Regions from separate parts of the Macaca mulatta genome. Here region 2 is linked to region 1. A link is a contact called in public Hi-C data. All regions are on one chromosome and are shown on one strand. Each heading gives the region's core, a stretch centred on a gene start, on an enhancer-like site or on the middle of the called end of the contact. The rest is flanking DNA. Distances are from core to core; before and after follow the strand shown. Region 1 holds the start of FDXACB1 (ferredoxin-fold anticodon binding domain containing 1). Region 2 holds the start of DIXDC1 (DIX domain containing 1).

Evidence for each region. A called contact is a pair of places that touch in the nucleus more often than the background predicts.
Region 2: a Hi-C map of liver shows a contact between it and region 1, with 3 times the contacts expected there. The contact joins the promoter of DIXDC1 here to the promoter of FDXACB1 in region 1. A contact is called at or near these places in 4 of 14 Hi-C or Micro-C datasets (CD4 T cells, cortical neurons, fetal cortex germinal zone and 1 more).

What each region holds. Positions count from the first base shown.
Region 1 is chr14:112,625,781-112,628,950 of T2T-MMU8v2.0, forward strand. FDXACB1 (ferredoxin-fold anticodon binding domain containing 1) reads right to left here and starts at 1,452. Exons shown (of 5, transcript XM_015115679.3): 1 at 1,234-1,452; 2 at 829-985. The coding sequence starts at 1,405. CFAP68 (cilia and flagella associated protein 68) reads left to right here and starts at 1,522. Exons shown (of 4, transcript NM_001194787.2): 1 at 1,522-1,870. The coding sequence starts at 1,826.
Region 2 is chr14:112,673,603-112,676,989 of T2T-MMU8v2.0, forward strand. It overlaps DIXDC1 (DIX domain containing 1), which reads left to right and starts at 1,583. Exons shown (of 21, transcript XM_015115680.3): 1 at 1,583-1,852. It overlaps C14H11orf52 (chromosome 14 C11orf52 homolog), which reads left to right. Exons shown (of 4, transcript NM_001194789.1): 3 at 130-191; 4 at 429-1,091. The coding sequence ends at 668.

The DNA.
Region 1 (3,170 bases), core at 202-2,701:
GTGGAGACGGGTTTCACCGTGGTAGCCAGGATGGTCTCGATTTCCTGACCTCAGGTGATCTGCTCACCTCGGCCTCCCAAACTGCTGGGATTACAGGCGTGAGCCACCGCGCCTGGCCCAATTAGTTACTATTAATATCCCTAGTTTACACTTGAGAACACGGAAGCATGTAAAGATTCAGTAAGCTTGCTTAAAATAACAACTGTTGGCCAGGCATGGTGGCTCATGCCTGTAATCCCAGCACTTTGGGAGGCCGAGGAGGGCGGATCATGAAGTCAGGAGATTTAGAGCATCCTGGCTACCACGGTGAAACCCCGTCTCTACTAAAAATACAAAAAATTAGCCGGGCGTGGTGGCGGGCGCCTACACTCCCAGCTACTTGGGAGGCTAAGGCAGGAGAATGGGGGCGGAGCTTGCAGTGAGCCGAGATTGCGCCACTGCACTCCCGCCTGGGCGACAGGGTGAGACTCTGTCTCAAAAAAAATAAAAATAAAAAAATAACAACTGTTAAGTGGTGCGCTGGGATTTGAATCCAGGCAGTCCGGCTTCTAAGTGAACGTTCTTAGCCATTAGACTATATGGCTCTCATTATTTTGCACTGTCAAAAACAAATGATCGTCTTTTACACACCCAAGAGTACACTATTTGTACTTTCATTTAGCATTTAGGATTTATATATATTTTTCCAACCTAAATTGGGGGTTCCTTTGATGTTTTATATTCTCTTCTAAACATATAGTAGCTTGCACGTGTGCCTTATGTTTGGGTACAGTAACTATGTTATGGACATCTTAAACATTTTCCTTGTGAGGGCACTCCTTTCCTCACCTTTGGAAAAACTTGGCAAGCAGTTCCCTGTTCTTAGCTACGCCAGCTTTGCGTCCACAATGCGGAAAGTTGAAATAAATTTGATTAAATTCTCTGTCGTGCAGTTCAAAGACATCTGTCAGCTGGGTGCAGTCCACACCGAAACGTACATCAATACCTGGCAAAGATAGTATAGGGGCGCAAAATAGAGATGGGAGGACGCCTTAAGACATGGAACAGAAAACCTCTTCCTAACTTACACCGTGCAGACCAGCCCAAGTCTGGGCACAAAGCCGGCTTTATGTGAATATCCGTGGGACGATCAAGAACAGTCTCCACGTGGGTTACATCCCCACGCCCCCACCCTTTCCACTTTGGGACGCGCCAGCCGCTGGGCGGGGCTTCGCAGAGGGGCGGGCTCGCTACCTCGCTCGCGCAGGTACCGCAGATTCTCCCGGGCCACTGGATCCCGGGTCAACTCGGCCTGTCGCTGGAGGCAGGTGGCGGTAAGACGAGTGTTCTGATCCAGGGTTTCGCTCAGAGCGGCGGCGAAGGAGAAATTCCCCTCCCCAACCAACAGGAGGCGCCGAGGGGCCATGGCCTCCACGGACTCCCAGCTCGCGTTCTCTGTGGCGCTCGTTTTACGTCACTTCCTTCGCGGATCTCTGCCCGCCCCCTCTTCACTCGTCGCTAGTTGATGAGGCACCCTTGGCGCCCGGTTGTCTAGACGAACTGGTGCACCGACTCCTTGGGAGGATAATAACTATGAATGCAAAAGCAAGACGCCCACTTTCCTGTCCCCTCGCCCTTTCAGCCCCTCGGGAAGATCATAGTGCCTTTAGCCCAAGCATGGCCTTGAGCGACTTCATCACACCTGCATGAGGTCACAAGCAGTCACAGGGGTGAGGCGAGTTCTGAGTGAAAGAAACGGGGCGGGGCTGAGGCCAAGGAGAGATTGGACTGTGTCTCGCATGCTCTTGACGCAGAAGGTTTTGAAACTTTTTTCACCTCGTCCGAAATGGCTGCCTCCCAGTGTCTCTGCTGCTCAAAATTTCTCCTCCAGGTGCTTAAATCTCCTATCTTCTATTCATTCAAGAAAGATTATTGAGGTCTATTGCGTGCCAGGCCACTGTGAGAGTGGTTACGATATATGGATGAACAAGACGTGGCCTGTGATTTCAGTGAGCCTGCAGTCTGGTGGGGAATGCACAGAGCAAAAGAGGCAACTCTGATATGGCAGGGTGTGTGCTATGCGTGGAGTGATTCAGTGTGCAATGGGAGCGCACAGAAGGAGAACGTTACCAAGTTTTTGGGCGAAGTGGGTCAGAGTCCTTGGATGAAGTGAACCCGAGTTGAAAGCTAAGAGGGTAAAAGTACATCCTAACTGGGTTAAGAGGCGTGAAGAGGCAGAAAGAGCAATATATGCAAAAGCTTGATGGAGAAACAGAATAGTTGAATTGGGCTGAAACGCAGTTGGAGGGAGAGTAACAGATGAGACTGAAGAGTTAGGCAGGGGGCAGGTCACAGGGAGCGTTGTAAGCCTTTTTAAAAAAATCAACTTTTATTTATATATGGGGGTACATGTACAAGTTTGTTACGTGGATATATTGCACCCAGGTAGGTTGCAGGTTTGTTATATGGGTATATGGCACCTAATAGTTTTTCAACCCACACCACCCCCCTCCCCACTCTAGTTAGTAGTCTGCAGCATCTGTTGTTTCCATGTTTAGGTCCCACTTATAAGTGAGATTGTCAGAGGTATTTATAACAGAGCAACTCCATCTTGAATAGGGGCTAGGTAAATAAGGCTAAGACCTGGGCTGCGTTCCCAGTAAGTTAAGGCATTCTTAGTCACAGGATGAGATAGCTCAGCACAAGATACAGGTCATAAACACCTTGCTGATAAAACAGGTAAAGAAGCCAGCTAAAATCCACCAAAACCAAGATGGCGATGAGACTGACCTCTGTTCATCCTCACTGCTAGTGCCATGCCAGTTTAAAAATGCCATGGAAACGTCAGGAAGTTACCCTATATGGTCTAAAAAGGGGAGGTATGAATTAATCCACTCCTTGTTTAGCGTATAATCAACAGTCTTAAAAATGGGCAACCGGCTGCCCTCAGGGCTGCTCTGCATATGGAGTAGCCATTCTGTATTCCTTTACTTTCTTAATAAACTTCCTTATGCTTTATAGACTCACCTTAAGTTCTTTCTTGTCTCTTGGGGTCTGGATCAGGACCCCTTCTGGTAACAAGAACATGCTGTATTTGGTTCTCTGTTCTGTTGTAAGCCATTTTAACAGGCTGAACCTTACTCTGAAAACAGTTGAAAACCACTGAAAGATTTTAAATGAGAAGATGATAC
Region 2 (3,387 bases), core at 333-2,832, 48 kb after region 1:
AAGAAGTGAGAATGGAGGCAGGGAGATTAGACGGAAGCCTGCCGTGATAGTTTAATAGTGAGTTGAAAAGGCAGTCTCAACAGAGACAGGGAAGAGAGAATGAATTTAAGTTGGATTTCTTCCCCTCAGGAAGCCAAGCAAGACGGACACTGAAGCCACAGCCACGACAGCTGCAGCAGAATGGCCCAAAGGTAATGACAGGCCTCTGTCCCCTCTCCGGGGCTGCTCGGACATGGGATCCCAGTAGCCAGCTCTTTTGCCCTGCAACAGACACATTTCAGTCACCTGTAGAATTTGCTGGCTCTGTCTGTCCTCCTCTGCCCCTCAAAGGAGCAAAGCGAAGGGACATCAGTCGACCTGCCCCTGCATTGGAGGTGAGGGGCAAAACCAAGCCATGAATCTCCCTTAATGCTATCCATTCCTCGCAGGGCCATGAAACAACAGGACACACGTATGAGCGGGTGTTACAGCAGCAAGGGTCTCAAGAGAGGAGTCCAGGCCTCATGTGGGAAGACAGCAACTTACATTATGCTGACATTCAAGTGTGCAGCCGTCCCCATTCCTGGGAAGCGAAACAAGTGCATTTAGAAGACGCTACAGAGTATGCGACCCTTCGCTTCCCCCAGGCCACACCTCTCTATGACAGCAAGAACGGGACCCTGGTGTGAGCCTTGGGGAGGAAGGCCCAGTCCATCGTTAACCACTACTCCTGTGGGGGAGAATCTACAGCTTTGGGGAATTGGGTGGCAACCCAGGGATGTTGGCCACGTTTTAAGCTTAAAGAACTCCAAAGCCCCAGGAATTGTGAGCGTCCCAGTTTCTCCCCTGGCCTCTTACTTGCCACTGTTAGGTTGGAGTTATAGTTGGTTTAGCTATGAGTGGATAGCTAAACTTAGGTAGCCACATGAGGTTAGGTGGAGTGTGCAGGGAGGTAGGTCTTCGACCTCACCATTGTTGCTCCTGCTCTTGAAAAGTGCAGAAAGAGCAGGTTAAAAGTTAGCCTATAAGCACGTGGGCTGATCTTGTCGGACTTTAATTAATGGTATCCTTTTTCACACACCTTAAACTCCAAAGCTGAAGGGGAGGTGCTCTGGAAAAGCATTCTGAGCTTTTACATTCAGACACCAGGGCTGGCTTGGGCTGAGTCAGGCTCCAGACCTTAACAGACAAATGGGGGAGGGGGATGAGGCGTGGAGGAAGCGCTCTCCAACCATGGGCCTACAGAACCTCAAGACACTGATAACCGACAGCACAGCGAGGCCCGGAAACTTCCCTCGGAGGGACTGTTGGCTCTCGCAGGTGCGGGGCCGCTAGGATCAATAAATGGCCTGAGAAACATGCCTGGCGTGTTTTCTGGGGCGGGGCCCCAAGGCTCCTCGCGAGGACAGCGCATCCCGCCCAGTTTTAAGGGCGGTTCGAAAGTCCAGCCAGTAGAGAGGCCTTCCGGCCCCACCCCCAGGCCGCGGTTGGAGGCGGAGCTGGAGGCGGGTGGGGTTTGGGAATAACAGGGGGCGGGCTACCATTGGCAGAGGGCGCAGTTCCCTTGAGGTCCTTGCCGGGATTGGTTGTTGTCGGGGCTCCTGGGAGGCGGGTCCGGAACGGCAGTGGGAGGATCTGGGTCCGGGGGCGCGGGGGCGGTCAGGACCTGCAGGAGGCGGGATCCGGCGGGCCGGAGGCGGGACCAAGGCCGGCAGGGGCTGGCTCGGGCTGGCTGGAGGCGGGCGGGGCCTGTGGCCGGCCTCCGCATCACCATGGCAGCGGGAATGCCGCGGCAAAGCCAGAGCAGGGGCAGGCCCAGCCCAGGAGGGCTGGGGACAGAGATGCTGAACCAGACGGACCCATAATTTAAGAGGTAGGTGCTGAAAGGTGGCGGGTAACAAAAATATTACCCAAGTTGATCATCCACATCGAAACTGGGGACACGCGGAGGTGGCGAGGTTGAAGCGGGTAGGAGGAGGCTAAAATTTCAAAGACCAAACCCACTCTCAGCCTTGTACATTCTTAGTGTGCAGTTTCCTGCTTCAGACTTTAAGAGCTTGGAGAGGAGGGGTAACGCACTCCCCTTTCTCAGTCTGTTCTCCGTTCTCCCCAAATACCGCTGTCTCTCTGCTGGTCCCTAAGAGGGATGATTAAAGACTGGTAGAGTACTGAAAATGAAATTGTAGCACACGCACACACAAAAGTTGGCAATGATAGTATCCGCCTGGCGCGGTGGCTCATGCCTGTAATCCCAGCACTTTGGGAGGCTGAGGCGGGCGGATCACCTGAGGTCTGGAGTTCGAGACCAGCCTGGCCAACATAGTGAAACCTCGTCTCCACTAAAAATACAAAAATTAGCCAGGCATGGTGGCACGGGCCTGTAATCCCAGCTACTCAGGCGGCTGAGGCAGGAGAATCGCTTGAACCGGGGAGGCGGAGGTTGCAGTGAGCCGAGATCTCGCCACTGCACTCCAGCCTGGGGGACAGAGCAAGACTCCATCTCAAAAAAAAAAAAAAAAAAAAAAAAAAAATAGTATTAGCTCCATAAAGTGTGAGAATTTAAAGCACTTGCAACAAGTACATAGTTTGTAGTCAAATGTTGGCTGCCATTATATCATTACCATTATCACTTTTTCCCGGCCTGTTGTCTGGCAAAGAGTCAATGCAGGCAGATTCAGAAAAGGTGGGTTGGAGGGCTGCCCCCACCACTAATTTGTGGAGAAACTCTGTAGCCTATTTTCTATATATTAAATGAAGGTGGCCAGGCGCGGTGGCTCACGCCTGTAATCCCAGCACTTTGGGAGTCTGAGGCGGGCGGATCACCTGAGGTCAGGAGTTGGAGACCACCCTGGCCAACAATGAGAAACCCTGTCTCTACTAAAAATGCAAAATTTAATGGCCATACCGCCCTGAAAGGCGCTCGATCTCTTTTGATCTTGGAAGCTAAACAGGGTCGGGCCGGGTTAGTACTGGCGGGGCGGGGTGGCTCATGTCTATAATCCTAGCACTTTGGGAGGCCGACGTGGGTGGATCACCTGAGGTCAGGAGCTTGAAACCAGCATGTCCAACACATGGCGAAACCCTGTCTCTACTAAAAATACAAAACATTAGCCAGGCGTGGTGGCTGACGCCTGTAATCCCAGCTACTCTGGGGGCTGAGGCAGGAGAATCGCTTGTACCGATAGGTGGAGGCTGCAGTGAGCTGAGATCGCGCCACTGCACTCCAGCCTGGGCTGCAAAGCGAGACTCCATCTCAAAAAAGTTTTAAAAAAAAAAAATTAACCTGTTTTCAGAGATTATTTACTGCAAAGGTCAAATAAGATGATGTAGATGATAGTACTTTGTAAGCTTAAAGTGCAATATACACATTTCTGCCTTAGAATTATACATGCCGGGCCAGGCGCGGTG